Regions from separate parts of the Mus musculus genome. Here regions 2 and 3 are each linked to region 1. Evidence: chromatin contacts called from public promoter capture Hi-C data. All regions are on one chromosome and are shown on one strand. Each heading gives the region's core, a stretch centred on a gene start, on an enhancer-like site or on the middle of the called end of the contact. The rest is flanking DNA. Distances are from core to core; before and after follow the strand shown. Region 1 holds the start of Ppil6 (peptidylprolyl isomerase (cyclophilin)-like 6). Region 2 has its middle 32 kb from the start of Foxo3. Region 3 overlaps Wasf1 (WAS protein family, member 1).

The links. Promoter capture Hi-C pulls out the DNA fragments that hold promoters and counts their contacts.
Region 2: a contact with region 1 is called in a promoter capture Hi-C map of hippocampal neurons, with 2.9 times the contacts expected there. The contact joins the enhancer-like site here to the promoter of Ppil6 in region 1. A contact is called at or near these places in 11 of 39 promoter capture datasets (the 3T3-L1 cell line, 3T3-L1-derived adipocytes, the C10 cell line and 7 more), 3 of 15 datasets of contacts at CTCF or cohesin (large pre-B cells, pro-B cells and stem cell-derived epiblast-like cells), 32 of 484 Hi-C or Micro-C datasets (the C2C12 cell line, the G1E-ER4 cell line, LSK cells and 22 more), 3 of 115 datasets of contacts at active chromatin or transcription factors (bone marrow-derived macrophages, embryonic forebrain and forebrain) and 2 of 9 other capture datasets (embryonic stem cells and liver).
Region 3: a promoter capture Hi-C map of stem cell-derived epiblast-like cells shows a contact between it and region 1, with 3 times the contacts expected there. The contact joins the enhancer-like site here to the promoter of Ppil6 in region 1. A contact is called at or near these places in 4 of 39 promoter capture datasets (the 3T3-L1 cell line, liver and stem cell-derived epiblast-like cells), 1 of 115 datasets of contacts at active chromatin or transcription factors (embryonic stem cells) and 1 of 9 other capture datasets (embryonic stem cells).

The regions. Positions count from the first base shown.
Region 1 is chr10:41,487,706-41,492,741 of GRCm38.p6, reverse strand. Ppil6 (peptidylprolyl isomerase (cyclophilin)-like 6) reads right to left here and starts at 2,303. Exons shown (of 8, transcript NM_028430.1): 1 at 2,121-2,303. The coding sequence starts at 2,261. Smpd2 (sphingomyelin phosphodiesterase 2, neutral) reads left to right here and starts at 2,402. Exons shown (of 10, transcript NM_009213.2): 1 at 2,402-2,759; 2 at 3,182-3,278; 3 at 3,391-3,467; 4 at 3,718-3,811; 5 at 3,919-4,008; 6 at 4,227-4,309; 7 at 4,433-4,565; 8 at 4,645-4,749; 9 at 4,917-5,036. The coding sequence starts at 2,710.
Region 2 is chr10:42,306,398-42,311,433 of GRCm38.p6, reverse strand. No RefSeq gene overlaps it. Among named protein-coding and RNA genes, the nearest start is that of Foxo3, 32 kb to the right of the region's middle. Within about 2 kb of position 3,128, at least 23 of the 459 cell types and tissues checked have an H3K27ac peak or open chromatin away from gene starts, as enhancers often do. A contact at or near this core is called in the N1E-115 cell line, forebrain and hippocampal neurons, where this site is marked.
Region 3 is chr10:40,916,217-40,921,252 of GRCm38.p6, reverse strand. Wasf1 (WAS protein family, member 1) reads right to left here. Exons shown (of 9, transcript NM_001379453.1): 2 at 845-1,005. The coding sequence starts at 977. Among named protein-coding and RNA genes, the nearest start is that of Wasf1, 35 kb to the right of the region's middle. Within about 2 kb of position 2,327, at least 38 of the 459 cell types and tissues checked have an H3K27ac peak or open chromatin away from gene starts, as enhancers often do. A contact at or near this core is called in stem cell-derived epiblast-like cells, where this site is marked.

The DNA of each region.
Region 1 (5,036 bases), core at 1,054-3,553:
GAAAATTACATTATTACAATATTAAAAACATTGTTTTGTTGACTTAATATCCTCTATAGCAGTTAACTCCTGAACAGGTTTTTTGTTTTTTTGGTTTTTCGAGACAGGGTTTCTCTGTGTAGCTCTGGCTGTCCTGGGACTCACTCTGTAGACCAGGCTGGCCTCGAACTTAGAAATCCGCCTGCCTCTGCCTCCGGAATGCTGGGATTAAAGGCGTGCACCACCATGCCCGGTTCTGAACAGTTTTTGAAAGAACTGACAGTCAAACATAATTTTGTATCTTTTCTTTTATTTATTTATTTATTTATTTATTTATTTATTTATTTATTATATGTAAGTACACTGTAGCTGTCCTCAGACACTCCAGAAGAGAGAGTCAGATCTTGCTATGGATGGTTATGAGCCACCATGTGGTTGCTGGGATTTGAACTCCTGACCTTCGGAAGAGCAGTCGGGTGCTCTTACCCACTGAGCCATCTCACCAGCCCTTTGTATCTTTTAATGGTTGAAAATAATCAAAAGATGAATTATATTTCATGTTATATCAAAATTATATATGTCTAACTCAGCATCTACAATAAAGTCTTTTTTAAAAAGATTTATTTATTTATTATATGTAAGTACACTGTAGCTGTCTTCAGACACTCCAGAAGAGGGAGTCAGATCTCCTTAAGGACACTCCAGAAGAGGGAGTCAGATCTCATTAAGGATGGTTGTGAGCCATCATGTGGTTGCTGGAATTTGAACTCAGGACCTTCGGAAGAGCAGTCAGTGTTTGTTGTGACTTAATCCCTGAGCCATCTCTCCAGCCCCTACAATAAAGTTTTATTAGAACACTTATATCCTGTGTCCACCGCTTTGCTTTGTTATGAAGACAAAGTATTAATAACTATGTAGCCCAGGCTGGCCATCAACTTCCTGTCTTGGCCTTTTGGGTGCCTGTGTTACCATACCTGGGCACACTGTTTTTCTCAACATAAGTCTAAGACTGTGTCCCAGAACACCTAACATATTTACTAATTGAACTTCCCAGGAAGAAAAAAAAAAGGTTGCAAACACTTTGCCTGCAGTGTGGAACAACCACAGGAAATATTAATGTCTTAAGAGAGTCAAACAAGAAAGAGAGAGAGAGAGAGAGAGAGAGAGAGAGAGAGAGAGAAGGGAGGAAGGAAGGAAGGCCACTTTAGCTGTAAGACACTGGTTCATGTCTCAAAAATACCAAAAAAAAAAAAAAAACCCAATAAAGAAACAAACACAAGCACTAAGCCTTCATCTTCCAACACACACACAAGACAGCACTTTCACTCTGGATGCTAGAGCAAGCAAGGGTGTGTGTGTGTGTGTGTGTGTGTGTGTGTGTGTGTGTGTTCTGAGGGTGAATTCTACTGCCCTTGCTCTCCAGCTGGAAAAAACAAGCACAAACAAACTAGTTGCTGGCTCAGGGCTGCGTGTATTTCACCACCGTACCCCCCAGGTTTTTTCCTGTTTCCAGGTAGCAGGCGTGCTGCGGCATGATTGACCTGGCTACATTTGTTTGTTTCCTGGTGCATAAAATATCATTCTACATGTTTACAAATTCATACTTGGATTCTTCACAGCACTTCTGGGACATCTCTTAAAAATCTGAAAAGTATCTGATTCTGCTAAAATGCAGAAACAACTACAGAAATTATAAAGGAAAGGCCCTTCCAAAATTAAAGTACTAAAAAAAATCACAAGTGTTTTTTTCTTTTCTTTTCTTTTTTTTTTTTAAACTAGAGGCGGGGAGGCTGAGGTGGTATCTGGGGCACCGGGTTACCTCAGCGATGGTCCTGAAAGCTGGAGCTTTTGAATATTTTCCCGTAATTTTGAATTTTGTAAATCCATAATCCAATAAAAAATTTCACGTGAACTAGCATTTCCATGCATAGGTGTTCCGAAATTACCATTTTCCCAATACGGATCCCCGCGAACGCTCGCTCGCGCTCCGAGTCTCTTCCAGGTCGCCCTTCCTTGCGACCAGCATTTGTTCTCTATGCCCCCATCCAGCCCTAGGACAGAACGTGGACCCCCGCCCGCCAGCGCAGGCGACACCGCGGCAGGGGGCTGAGGTGCGCACGGCGTCTGGGGCGAGGGGTTACCTCAGCGATGGTCTTTGACACCTGAAAGCTGGAGCTTTTGAAGAGCCCCACCACCTTCAGCTTCAGGGGCGGCTCGGGCGGCAACCGCACGTGACATGCTGGGGGCTTCGACTTGGGCCGGCACGGCTGCTGGGTGGCCATGGCAGGGACAGCAGAGAGCCCGGAACACAAATAGTGCGAGTCGCCAGGGCAACCGCGTGGCTCCTCCCCGAACGCCCGCAAGGGGCGGGACCTGAGTGAGTTCGTGGGCGGGGCCTCGCATCAACTTCAAGCCTGTTGCTGGTGGAAGCCGAGCCGGGAACAAGGGAGGAACCTGTAGGCCGCGGTGCGGAGAACCCACCGAAGGACCTAAGAATCTGGAACAGTCCACCCGAGATTCCTTCCAGGACTGCCGGCGGCCTCGCGCAGCCAGCCCGGGATTTGCAGCCGACCTTCTTTCCGGGTGGAAGGACGGCCTTTGTCCCAGTAACGCAGGAGTCGCCCCCCACCCCCAACCAGCTCGCGTTCCTGGGTCGGGGCAGCGCAGGACAGGGCAATAAGCCTGTGCGCGCAATCCGCCTCGCCGCCCTTGCTCCGAAGCACTCCAGCCATGAAGCTCAACTTTTCTCTACGGCTGAGAGTTTTCAATCTCAACTGCTGGTAAGTAAGTGCTCCCAGGCGTGGGCTGCAGCCTCGGAGCCACCTTCCAGTCCCCTCTCGCACATGCCTAGGAAGGAAGCAGGTCTTCTTCAGCCGAGCTAGACCCTGTCCTTCCCGAACCACCAAAGTCCACATCGCCTAAAGACCAGAGCTTGGGTGGTTGCAGCAATCACCAAAGTCCCTATCATCCAAAGCTGAGGTGATGACAGCAGTAATCGTCCCAAACCTGGCCCATGTCTTTCCTTTTAAATGATTTACTTTTATTTTATGTACATTTGGTGTTTTGCCTGTATGTATGTCTGTGTGAAGGTGCCAGATTCTCTGGAACTGGAGTTACAGACAGTTGTAAGCTGTCATGTGCTTGCTGGAAATTGAACTGCTGACCCATCTCTTCTGCCCCCTGCGTCCTCCACCCCTTTTAGGGACATCCCCTACCTGAGCAAACATAGGGCGGACCGCATGAAGCGCTTGGGAGACTTTCTGAACTTGGAAAACTTTGATCTGGCTCTCCTGGAGGAGGTGAGGTTGTAGGGCAGGCTAGGTTGGAGGAGGGCAGCAGGCGGCAGGCGGCGCAGGAAAACTGTTCTGTCTGGGATGAAATCCAAGCAAGTATCCTCACCTTCTTCCTCAGGTGTGGAGTGAGCAGGACTTCCAGTACCTAAGGCAAAGGCTATCGCTCACCTATCCAGATGCACACTACTTCAGAAGGTGAAAAGCCTGTGTTCTCAGCCTGTTCTCAGACGAGGAAGCTCTCCAACATTCTTGCTTGCACCCTCGATCTTCTTCCTCTGGGTGTGAGAAGAGCAGGCCGTCACCCTCATCTTGCAAGGGCTGCTGTCTTAGGCTTTGTTCTGGGGTTGATCTTAGCAGTAGAGCTGGGAGACCGCGGAGGGGAAGAGGGCTGGCTGGGTACTCCCCTCCTTGCTCTTCTGGTTATTAAGCAAGAGTTGGTTTTCAGCGGGATGATAGGCAGTGGCCTCTGTGTGTTCTCCAAACACCCAATCCAGGAAATCTTCCAGCATGTCTACAGTCTGAATGGTTACCCCTACATGGTAAGGATCTCTTCCCTATCCTTGCTAACACAGACTGGACGCAGCCTTCCTGGGGCCTTGGCAGGAGGGTGTCAGTACCCTGAGTTTTTGTCTTCTCTTGCCTGCAGTTCCATCATGGAGACTGGTTCTGTGGGAAGTCTGTGGGGCTGCTGGTGCTCCGTCTAAGTGGACTGGTGCTCAATGCCTACGTGACTCATGTGAGTGGGGCTAGCCAGGCTTAGGCAGTGGGTCAAGCAGCCCAATGCTATGGTGGAGAAGAGACGCCACTAGTTAGTTCTGCTGCCTGGGGATAAGGCATGGGATCAGAAGCTAGCATTGGGCAAGGTTCACCCATTCCCTGTCACACTCTGCCATGTGACAGATGACAAGCTTGATTCAGACAGCCTTCTCTTTGATTTCACCTATTCCACTTTAGCTACATGCTGAGTACAGCCGACAGAAGGACATCTACTTTGCACACCGTGTGGCCCAAGCTTGGGAACTGGCCCAGTTCATCCAGTGTGTGAGCCTGGGCTTGATGGGGGCTGTGGGGTGGGACGGGGGTTGAGGAGTGGCAGTTATCCTTGAGAGGGCACATAATAAGGGAAGAATTTCCTCCTTGCCGCTCTTCCCCCAACTCAGCCACACATCCAAGAATGCAGATGTGGTTCTATTGTGTGGAGACCTCAATATGCACCCCAAAGACCTGGGCTGCTGCCTGCTGAAAGAGTGGACAGGGCTCCATGATGCTTTCGTTGAGACTGAGGACTTTAAGGTGAGAGACTGTTTCCCACCAACTCCACACTTGTTCCAGTCTTCCTGTCTCTTAGCATCCTAGCCACCTGTTTCCCTAGGGCTCTGATGATGGCTGTACCATGGTACCCAAGAACTGCTACGTCAGCCAGCAGGACCTGGGACCGTTTCCGTCTGGTATCCGGATTGATTACGTGCTTTACAAGGTCAGGCTCTTATTCCCGGTGTGCCTTCTCCAGTATCTTCCTTCCTCTGTCACTAGCCCACGCTTTAGTTCAGCTACAGTCTTGGGCCACTGATGGCTAAAGAATAGAATCCTGTCGGCTGGTTCTCTGGGAGAATTTAAGCTTCTCCATGTTCTTGCTCTTCCTAGGCAGTCTCTGAGTTCCACGTCTGCTGTGAGACTCTGAAAACCACTACAGGCTGTGACCCTCACAGTGACAAGCCCTTCTCTGATCACGAGGCCCTCATGGCTACTTTGTATGTGAAGCAC
Region 2 (5,036 bases), core at 1,879-4,378, 820 kb before region 1:
ACACTGAATTCCATAGAGAATAAATGAAGAGAGAAGGCCTGGAGAGATGCTCAGTGGTTTGGAGTGTGTACTGCTCTTGCAGAGGACCTGAGTTTTGTTCTCAGCAACCACAATACGCAACTCTGATCTCTTCTAGCTTCCAAGGGCACCTGCACACATGTACACACACACACACACACACACACACACACACACACTTAAAAAAAAAACTCCTTGAAGAACATAGCTCACTATGTCCCAAGTTAATACTAGATAGTTCAGTTATATTGGTTTACAAAGTAGACCTACAAAGAGAATTACAGATCAGGAAACTAAGGCCTAGGAGACTGAAGTCACTGGAGGTCACTTCAGAGGTTCACATCTCACATCTATGAATTCATTTCATTTTACCGTGTAGAAACAGAACCATTTGATCATGACTTGTGAGTATCCACGCACTAACAGCACAGCTGCTGTTCTGAGCTAAGTAGAAACAGCTTAACTTTGTTTTTAAATCGTGTGTGTGTGTGTGTGTGTGTGTGTGTGTGTGTGTGTGTATCTGTGTGTGGTGTCTCTGTGTATATCGGTGTCTTTGTATGTCTCTGTATCTCTATTTGTGTGTGTGTATGTGTGTGTCTGTTTGTGTGTCTCTCAGTATATCTGTGTGTGTGTGTCTGTGTGTGGTGTCTCTGTGTGTGTCTCTGTAGGTCTCTGTATCTGTGTGTGTGTCTGTGTGCCTCAGTGTTTCTATGTGTGCCTCTATGTAGGTCTCTGTGTGTATGTGTGTCTGTGTGTCTCAGTGTCTTGGTGTGTATGTGTGTGCTTCTATGTAGGTCTGTGTGTGTGTCTCAGTGTCTCTGTGTGTATGTATGTGCCTCTGTGTAGGTCTGTGTGTGTGTATGTGTGTGTATGTGTGCCTCTGTGTAGGTCTCTGTGTGTGTGTCTCAGTGTCTCTGTGTGTATGTGTGTGCCTCTGTGTAGGTCTGTGTGTGAGTATGTGTGTGTGTGTCAGTGTGTATGTGTGTGCCTCTGTGTAGGTCTGTGTGTGTGTATGTATGTGTGTGTCAGTATGTATGTGTGTGCCTCTGTGTAGGTCTGTGTGTGTGTGTGTGTCAGTGTTTCAGTGTATATGTGTGTGTCTCTGTGTAGGTTTGTGTGTGTCTGTGTGTCTCAGTGACTCAGTGTGTATGTGTGTGCCTCTGTGTCGGTCTCTGTGCACAGTGCTGAGGTCTCAACCCAAGGCCTCACATGCCAGGCATCTGTCTCTCAGCCACGCCCCAATTCTAAAGCTTAGCTTTTGCCTTCCACATTTCTTAAAATGTAATAAAAAAAGACAGTGTAGATGGATAGACAGATGGACAGAGGACTGACCAAAAAAGGAACTGTCCCCGAGTGTATGGTATTGCTGGCACAGTGCCCCCACGCCAGTTTTTGTTCAAGGTCCAGGTTTGGACCTTAAAAGCTTGTTTGGAGATTTCCAAAGAAACATTCCGCACTCTGCACACTACAGTAAGGCAGGCCCCTGTTGGAGAGGGTTGTCTTCAACAGGGAGAAGCTTCAGGAAGGACGCATGGACTGAAGAGGAAAAAGCAGGGGGCACCTACCAACCCAGCCATGTCAGCCAAACCAACGTAGTGATCAGCTCATGGCAGATGGCACAGCCACATCAGCCTCATGCCTGAGGTCAGGCAACTCCCAGTGTAGGTGGCGTGTCACCCTGCTACTGAAGAGTTTAGACAGCGTTTAAAAACACCGTGTCTGTAGGGTGAGCTGTAGCACAAGGCTCTGCCTGCGTTACTGCAGGGTGCACATCTCCCATTCCCTTCTGTCCCTCCAGACCCCCAGCTCCCTAAGCCTTGTTTGGGGAGGCATTGGTGGAAGGGGCTGTATCAGTTGGGAGTGGGGTTCAGAGAGGAGGGCTGGAAGGCCCTGTGAGGGTTCTGCCTCCGTATCAGGAGGCAGGAGGATGGCGTTCACACATGCTGGAAATGATCCATCAGCATCCTGTTCTCTTCCCAAGGTCGGTCTCACAAGTCAGCATGCAAGAAAAAGGGAAAACCAGAAAACAACATGGCAGCCAGACCAAAAGGAAATGGGTGGTGGGATCCTTCAGCAAGCACTCAGATGCCCAGGACCAGAGGGGGCTGGACTCTGAGTGTTCCTCAGACTTGGGGCATTGCATATTTGTAATGAGCTATCTTTGGAATGAGACTACAACTTAAACAGACAATCAATTAAGTTTCACATACACCTTCTACATATAGCACCAAAATAATTTATATGACATTCCTAGTGCACCTGCATTTTAAATACATTCATTCCATGTTATATTATATATTACATGCATGGGTGTGTTGCCCGCGTGTGCATGTGCACCCTGTTGTTCATGCCTGGAATCTTCAAAGACCACAAGAGGGAATCAGATCCCCTAGAACTGGAAATACAGATGGTCGCGAGCTGTCACGTGGGTGCCAGGAACTGAACCTGGGTCCTCGAGGAGAGCATCAAGTGCCCACATTTTGACACTAACTTCTAAACACTTCATTTCCCCGCCTGTAAAATTCACACGTGGAAAAAAAAACCCAAGTGAGTGGGGCCAATATCTCCCAATTCAGCGTTGGAGTGTGTCCGGCCTTGAGTCTGTCCTCATGCTGAGTCAGCATCTCCGGAGGAATCCCAGGATTCCACCTAGGCAGCGGCGAGTCTGTCAGCTCTGGGAGGTCTTCCTCAGCCCTGACTGTGGCCTTAGGTGGTCTGCATTCTTCAAGAACCAGGAAACCCTTGTACTGGTTTTTACTACGTGACTCTTCTCAATTTTCTTTCAAAGGAGTGTTCTGAAGAGAGCAATAGCAAGCTTGCGGCAGATTGGTAGAGGCTTAACTGGGTAACGGGCTGACAACATAATCGGAAAGGTTCCATCCATGACTGTTGTAAATTATCCATCCTTGAGGAATGCGAAACTGAAAATGCAGCCTCCCTGGAGGTTTTCATTCCGGGGAGCAAGGACCGCAGCCCTCAGCCGCACTCCCTCCAAGGACACAGGCTGAGATGCTGGGGGATGTCCTGAAATCCGCTAACAGAAACTGTTGCTCGGTTGGTGGGCTTCAGCCATTTCCCATGACGAGGGCACCATCTTGTGGTCGGTGGGTGAACCGACGGGAAAAGTCTAGAAATTCGGGCTGGGAACTCTCAATGCTTCTTATTCCCAGGCCTGCGCTACCTCCAGAGAGTCAGGCGTCTTTTGAGATCCTCAGTCAATTCAAGAGTGGAGTGTGGTCCCGATATGAGACCCTCTTGTGACTGCTTCGGAGCTCCCTCCCTTTGGCAAGCTTAAATTCCTTCTCTGGGGGAGGGGCTCTGCCCTGGGCTCTCACTCCTAGCTTGGCTGTTCCTAAACAATGACTGGGAACTACAGCACTGTTCCCCTGTCTGTGTGTCTGACTTGGAGTCTTGGCGGGAGCCAACCTGTGGGTAGGAGGGTGGGGGGCTGGGAGGGTGAACTTAACACAAACTGGAATCATCCAAGAGGAGGCAACCTCAACTGACAAAACGCCTCCATAAGATTGGTCTGCAGGCAAGTCTGTGGAGGCATTTTCTTGATTAATGATTGGCTGCTGCCCTGTGAAAAGTAGGCAGTTCCTTCATGGTCTCGGGTTCAGTTCCGGCTTCCTGCCTTGGCTTCCCTTCTATTATAACTGTAAGGTGAGCTAAACCCTTTCTACCCCCAGGCTGCTGTAGGCCATGGCGTCTATCACAGCCATAGAAAGCACACTAGGATGCAGTCATGTGCAACACCACACACACACACACACACACACACAAACTCACACTCACAAGCACACACTCACACACACTCTCAAGCACACACACTCACCCACACCCACACACACACTCGCAAGCACACACCATGGGACTTCTGAAAAAGTTGCCCAGACTGATGAGGCCCAGAAATACAAATAGTGTCTTATTGGTTGTTTTGTGTCGCTATAATAGAATAAATACCAGAGACTGGGCAGCTTATCACAAAGAGATATGTGTATCTATGGAGGAGTCCGTGATGGAGGTACATCTGGTGAGGGCCTTTGCTTTGCATCATCCTGTGGTGGATTTTATAATTGTGAAAACTACATTCAATGTTAGACAAAGCATTCTCTTCACACTCTGTTCCCCGGACCTGGAGTTATAGGCGGTTACAAACCACCACGTGGGTGCTGGGAACAGAATCTGAGTCCTCTGCAGGAGCACCAAGTGCTCTTCACTGCTGCCATCTCTCCAGCCCTGTCACACTGTTCCCAGAATGCATCTCCTCCCTCATTCCCACCGCCGGTTAGACTGTCTGCTACCAAACCCAGCATGGCTCCAGGGACTTGACCTGACTGGGAGCCAAGAGGGAACGAAGAAAGGACAAACAGACACGGATGAGGAGGACATGGAAATCAACCTTGTTAAGGAAAACATGGGATGAAGAGCAGGGGGTGAAGGGGAGGGGGCTGCACAGGGTCCTATAACTCCTCAGAGAACCCTGATCTGCACTATATAGCTTTAGATCTAAGATGGCTCCCAGGACACTGGTGAGACAGCAAAAAGGAATGGAAGCCAGGGCGGTGGCTGCTTCCCCCATCTTCATGGAAGTCCTAACAGGTGAGTTACCGCATCAGCCAGGGCTTTCATTGGGACATAGTGATGGTGTGGCGAGATATGATTGGTTAAGGATTTAGGGGCTTGGGGTTGGCTCAAACACTGTATATAAGCTTAGGTGTTGGGCAATAAACTCAGACCTGCAACCCTGATGCTGGTTTCCAGAGACTGATTCCTAGGGTCCGTCACATGACTCTGTCACATGACTCTGTCACCCCCGCCCCATTGGTCTTATTTCTACACAAAGACACACAAAGAAGCTGAGATCTGTCGAACCATACTCTGATGAAGAACCCGCAGCACCTTGGAAGCTCAGCGTGCTTATTACATACATTTGAACAGAGAGGTGGGGTCATCACATACAACTGGACGAGGAGGTGAATTACTGCATACAGACTAACAAGGACCACTGAACTATT
Region 3 (5,036 bases), core at 1,078-3,577, 570 kb after region 1:
ATGTGTTACTACATGCTTCCTTCTCTATGTGCCCACCACTGTGTACCACGTGTGTGAGTGTATGGGTGTGTGTGTGTGCACGTGTGCATGTGAGACAGAGTCTCTCACTGAACTGGAACCTCACTGTTTCAGCTAAGGGGCCTGGCCAGTAAGCCACTGGGATCTGCTATCTTTGATCCCCAATACTAGACTTAGAGGCACATGCAGATATACCCAGCTTTTTATGTGGGTGCTGGGGATTTGAACTTATGTACCATGGCGACTATCTCAATAGGCCTCCTAATGCCTTCTCTCTAGCCAATCTTGCCTGACAGAAGCTGCATTCTCTTGCCGTTTTTACGTTACGGTGTATTCTAGACACTTGGTCCCACACTCTGATATCACACAGACTCACTTGTTAATCCCCCCACTAGTGTGCGCATACCTTGCTCTATACACCTTTGATAGTGTGAAGCTTTTTCCTGGTAGTAATAAGATATATTTTTAAAGAGAACTTAAAGTTCCCAAATACAAATAGTTAAATCATACAAAAATAGAAAACCAAGGTAACAACCAAGCATCATATAACTCTGGCTCTATCCTCTGCAGGTCAAATCACATTTTCACAACAGTTTTACTACTTCTAACCACTGTGTGATACTGTTTAGAGAGGTTCTGTTATTTCCTTAATAGGAAGAAATTACTGTTGTAACTCACTGATGTTACTTAGTGACTAAATTTTCATAATAATGTTATAATCCTTAGATGAAACATCCCTCTTAAATTAATAACAAGTACATTTTTAAACATAATAACTCCAAAGCAAATTCTGGTCTGCAATATTTAAAGTGATATAAATTCTTACTTAGGCTACTCAGTTGTCTAATTATATTTGCCAGGGAAATGTTGGTTACACATTCCAGTTCGTTCTTAATGCCCCTGGGCAGTGCTGTGTGGCACAAGTGCCGAGGGTCGATGTTTCTTTTCACCAACGGCATCTTGAGCTCAGCCACTGAACCAGCTCACCTGTGAGAAACAGAAAGAGAAACTGCCATCAGTCAGAGAATGGCACATGGAAGAATGAAGGTACATACTGTATGAAGACAAAGCAGGACTAACAAGAAGCCAAACTCACTTGTTAATCATTTCTTTGCAATTATTCCAACTACACCATTCTTTTAAGCTTACTTTCAGCACTAATTGGCCTGTGAGGAATCCACACCATTGACATTTACCATTGTAGAGATGTGTACTATGTAGCTGGTGTAAGAGGGAAATCTGAAACGGCTGGGGAAGAAACATCACGTTTATATTTCTACATATACCAGCTGTGCCCCAGAGGAACACCCTAAATCTCATCAAATCTACCAAATGTTTAATTATCAATAAGTTCTGCTGCTTTGCATCTCAGCCTGTCCTCATTTGGGTGATTCAGCAAGCAATGGTTAGTCAAACACAAGCCTCTCACCACTGTGGTTCAAATTTCACTGACCACAGAATAGTAACTATAAGCGTATAAACTCCAGCGTCACGACTAGCAGTCTGGGACATGAATCTTTGCTGCTATGAGATGCATGCTGTGGCCAGTGTGCCATGGATGCCATGTAGCTCACTGCACTGTATGTGTTACTCAGCCACAGGCAGCAAAGCTTTTAACTGTCATGCCTTCTTGCCTCTCATCCTAAAGCCACACAACATTTTACAAAATGGGTAGCTGGAAGGGGAGCTGACAGGACAATGAAAGAAGACAACGCTGAAAACGAAATTCAGTTATAATCCGAGGGGAGTAAGAGAACAGACAGATGACTGGAAATGTCACTACTGTCACTGCTTGAGAGACTAGCTACACAATGGGAAGAACTTAGGAAAGGTCAGCATATGGTCACAAATGAGGAGTGTACTTGTTACAAAAGGGAGTATGCTCTGTACAAAGTAAATGCTGGAAGAAGAATTTCACACTCAGGGAACCCTAGCGCTGTAATGCCGCACTTAGGGAAAAGGCAATAGGTCGGAGGCTGATTCAGATGCAGTGGGAAGGAGCTGCGCAGAAGTCTGCCAAGGCAGGAAAGACGCTCATGCTGCTATGTGCACTATTGTCAGCTGTACAAGGCAAACACTGTTCAAAATGCTCTCAGTGAGCTCTTCAGTGAGAAATAAAACACAATTCTTCTTGCCGGTAACATTTACCCAGTAAATTTTACTTTGAAAAAATGTCCCTGTACACTTTAAAACAGCAAAAGAGTTTCTTAATGCTTTTTGGTTGTTTTTAACTGTGTGTTATGATGTGTATGGGTGCAGACATGAACTTGTGGACAGAGGAGAACAACCTCTCAGTCAGTTCTCTCTTCCCAGCAAGGGCTGCAGGGATCAAACCCAGGGCTTCAGGCTTGTGACAAAGCACTTTTACCTGCTGAGTCATCTTGCCTTCTTGCTTTGGAGAAAACAAAACAAAAATCCCAACGAACACTAAAACATTATAATGAAACGGTACAATTTCTCCCACAGATTAAGATCATTTTCTGTAGTCTTAATGGTGTGTGTGTGTGTGTGTGTGTGTATGTGTATCTGGGGGTGGGGGTGGGTAGAGGTAGAAATTGAGTGTCTCCTTAATCACCCTCTACCTTATTTTTTGAGACAGGGTCTCTCTCCAAACAGAGCTTTCAGATCAAGACTAGCCAGTGGTCCAGCCCCTCAGCACTGGGATCACTGGTGTTCACTATTTGACTGACTTTATGTGCAGGGGACAGGGAGCTGCGTGTGGGTCCTGTAAGTCCTTCACTGACTGAGCCATCTCTTCACCCCCGTGATTTCCTTTTTAAAGCGTGTGTGTGTGTGTGTGTGTGTGTGTGTGTGTGTGTTCGCACGCACTCAGGGCTGAGCCCCAACTCTCCTGCTCCCGGACTCCCCTCTCACTGTATCCCTACCTTACTCTCATCCTGTCTTCACACGCTCTGTCTAGAATGCCTTTCCTCTTTCTCCTCACAGGGAAGAGTAACTGCTGAGCCTATACCCAGCATCTCTCCTCTGAATCCTCACCCAACTCCTCAGGAAGACGTACCCACCTACTTTTCCTGTCTTTAACTTTGACTCATATTTACATTTCACAGAATTCTACTACGTATATTCTATTGTACTGGACTTAAATGAAAAGTTTGAGAGAACTAAAAATCTTGTCCTATTCAACTTGTTTTTCTAATATCTAAGTAGGTGGTGATCAGATGATCGACAGTTGATCAATATATAAGTGGAAGAAAAAGCAATGGCCATGGCACATAAAGGCAAAACCAACAAAGCTCTTTAGGGCACCAAACATGTAACTTAGGCAGACAAACATATACCTTTCTAAAGCAACTAGTTCTGATTTAAGGATTAAGGGGTTTTATTTGCATAGATCCACTGTGAAAAATAATATCCTACAGTTTCGTTGCAAAACCAAACTTTGCTGGTTTCATGTGGGGATAAAGCAGGGAGAGCGAGTTATTTTTTGGTATCTATAGAGTCCAGCTCAGAGGCTAACGCATACCTTTTGCTGGAAAGAATCTGTAATGACTTATGAAGTGGTTTCAAACATTATTCTGATCATGAAGGAAAAATGGCTTTTACTGTGTTAAAACAGTGTCTTTATATACAGTGCAAGGTACCTGAAATGAAGTCCACTCTTATCCCTCCCCTGCCCTTCAGTTCACGCCATATATGACCATCTGTCTAATTCAGCTATCAAAATCTTAGCAATAAACAAATAAAGGCTATGAAAGTGTCATATTCCTAGTGTTAGAAAACGCTTCACCACTTTTAGCACAGCATCTTCTGTCAGATTAAAAAGAGAAAAAGGTAAAGTACCCATATTAAAACATGTAAATTAATTACGAAGCAAATAGGAAATCAAATTTATTTCATTCTTTTTAATATCCTGTGACATTTTATTTAAAAGCAATATAAAATTGTACAGAATAAGCTAATTACAAATAATATCTTTTAAATTATCAATGTTTGACCTGATTCTGAAGGGAAAATTGTTAACAAGAAAGCCAGATTCTACTGCGCTATAACATAAACGTAAAACATAAAACAACTCATTTCTGAAATTGTTACTCTGTTCCCCTAGGTCAAGACCTATACTTCCCAACCGTTGTAAAATTCAAATGGTTCTAAAAACAATTGGGTCCTTCAAGATAAAAGAACATAAAACAATTCTCGGATTTCTCATATGTATATTTCCACTATTCTTAGCACTTAAATGATCAATTACAGATGCAAAATTATTGATGCAAACACATGATGTATAACCTAATCAGACCAATTCTTGAAATAATTTTAAAGGAAATTCTACCTAAAATTTAAGTAATGTTTTCAATTAAAAAAAAAAAAACCCTTTCGATAGGTATATTTCTAAGTCCCGATGCAGGTTTTAAAATGTTAAATTAGATACAATAATGCTGAAGATGACAGGCTTACCAACAAATAGACTGCATGCTCCCTTCTAGGAGATCAAAAAAATACAACTACTGAAACCCAACGGCAGCAAAATGTCTGACAGCATTTGAAACGAAAGCTGCATCAACAGCTGTTTAAGTTCTTTTCAGTGTGGTTTCTGTTGATTTCTAATGAAGCCATCTATGTATAAAAGCAAAAAGCAGGAGTGGGGGGGGAGGGTGTGGGGGACTTTTGGGATAGCATTGGAAATGTAATTGAGGAAAATACGTAATTAAAAAAAAAAAAAGCAAAAAGCAATATATAAGTGTCAAACCATCCCAAGATCAGATGCCACAATGATGATGAATCTTTGGGGGGAAAAATAATCACAAAAACAAGTTACACAAACTCTCATTTTCAGAACTCAAAAACTAACCAATAAAAACTATTTTAAAATGTCCAAGGAGCCCGCGTAAATAACGCACCCTCCGTTTCAGAGATGATGAACAAAAATTACAGTTCTCGACAGGGAGGAAACTAAATAGAGAGCTTAGTCTCAGGGGTTCTATCTTTCCTCTCCTCTTCTCTATCCTTCTTTCTTAGATCAAGGGAAGGGGGCTGAGAAGAAAAAAGGAAGGTACAGT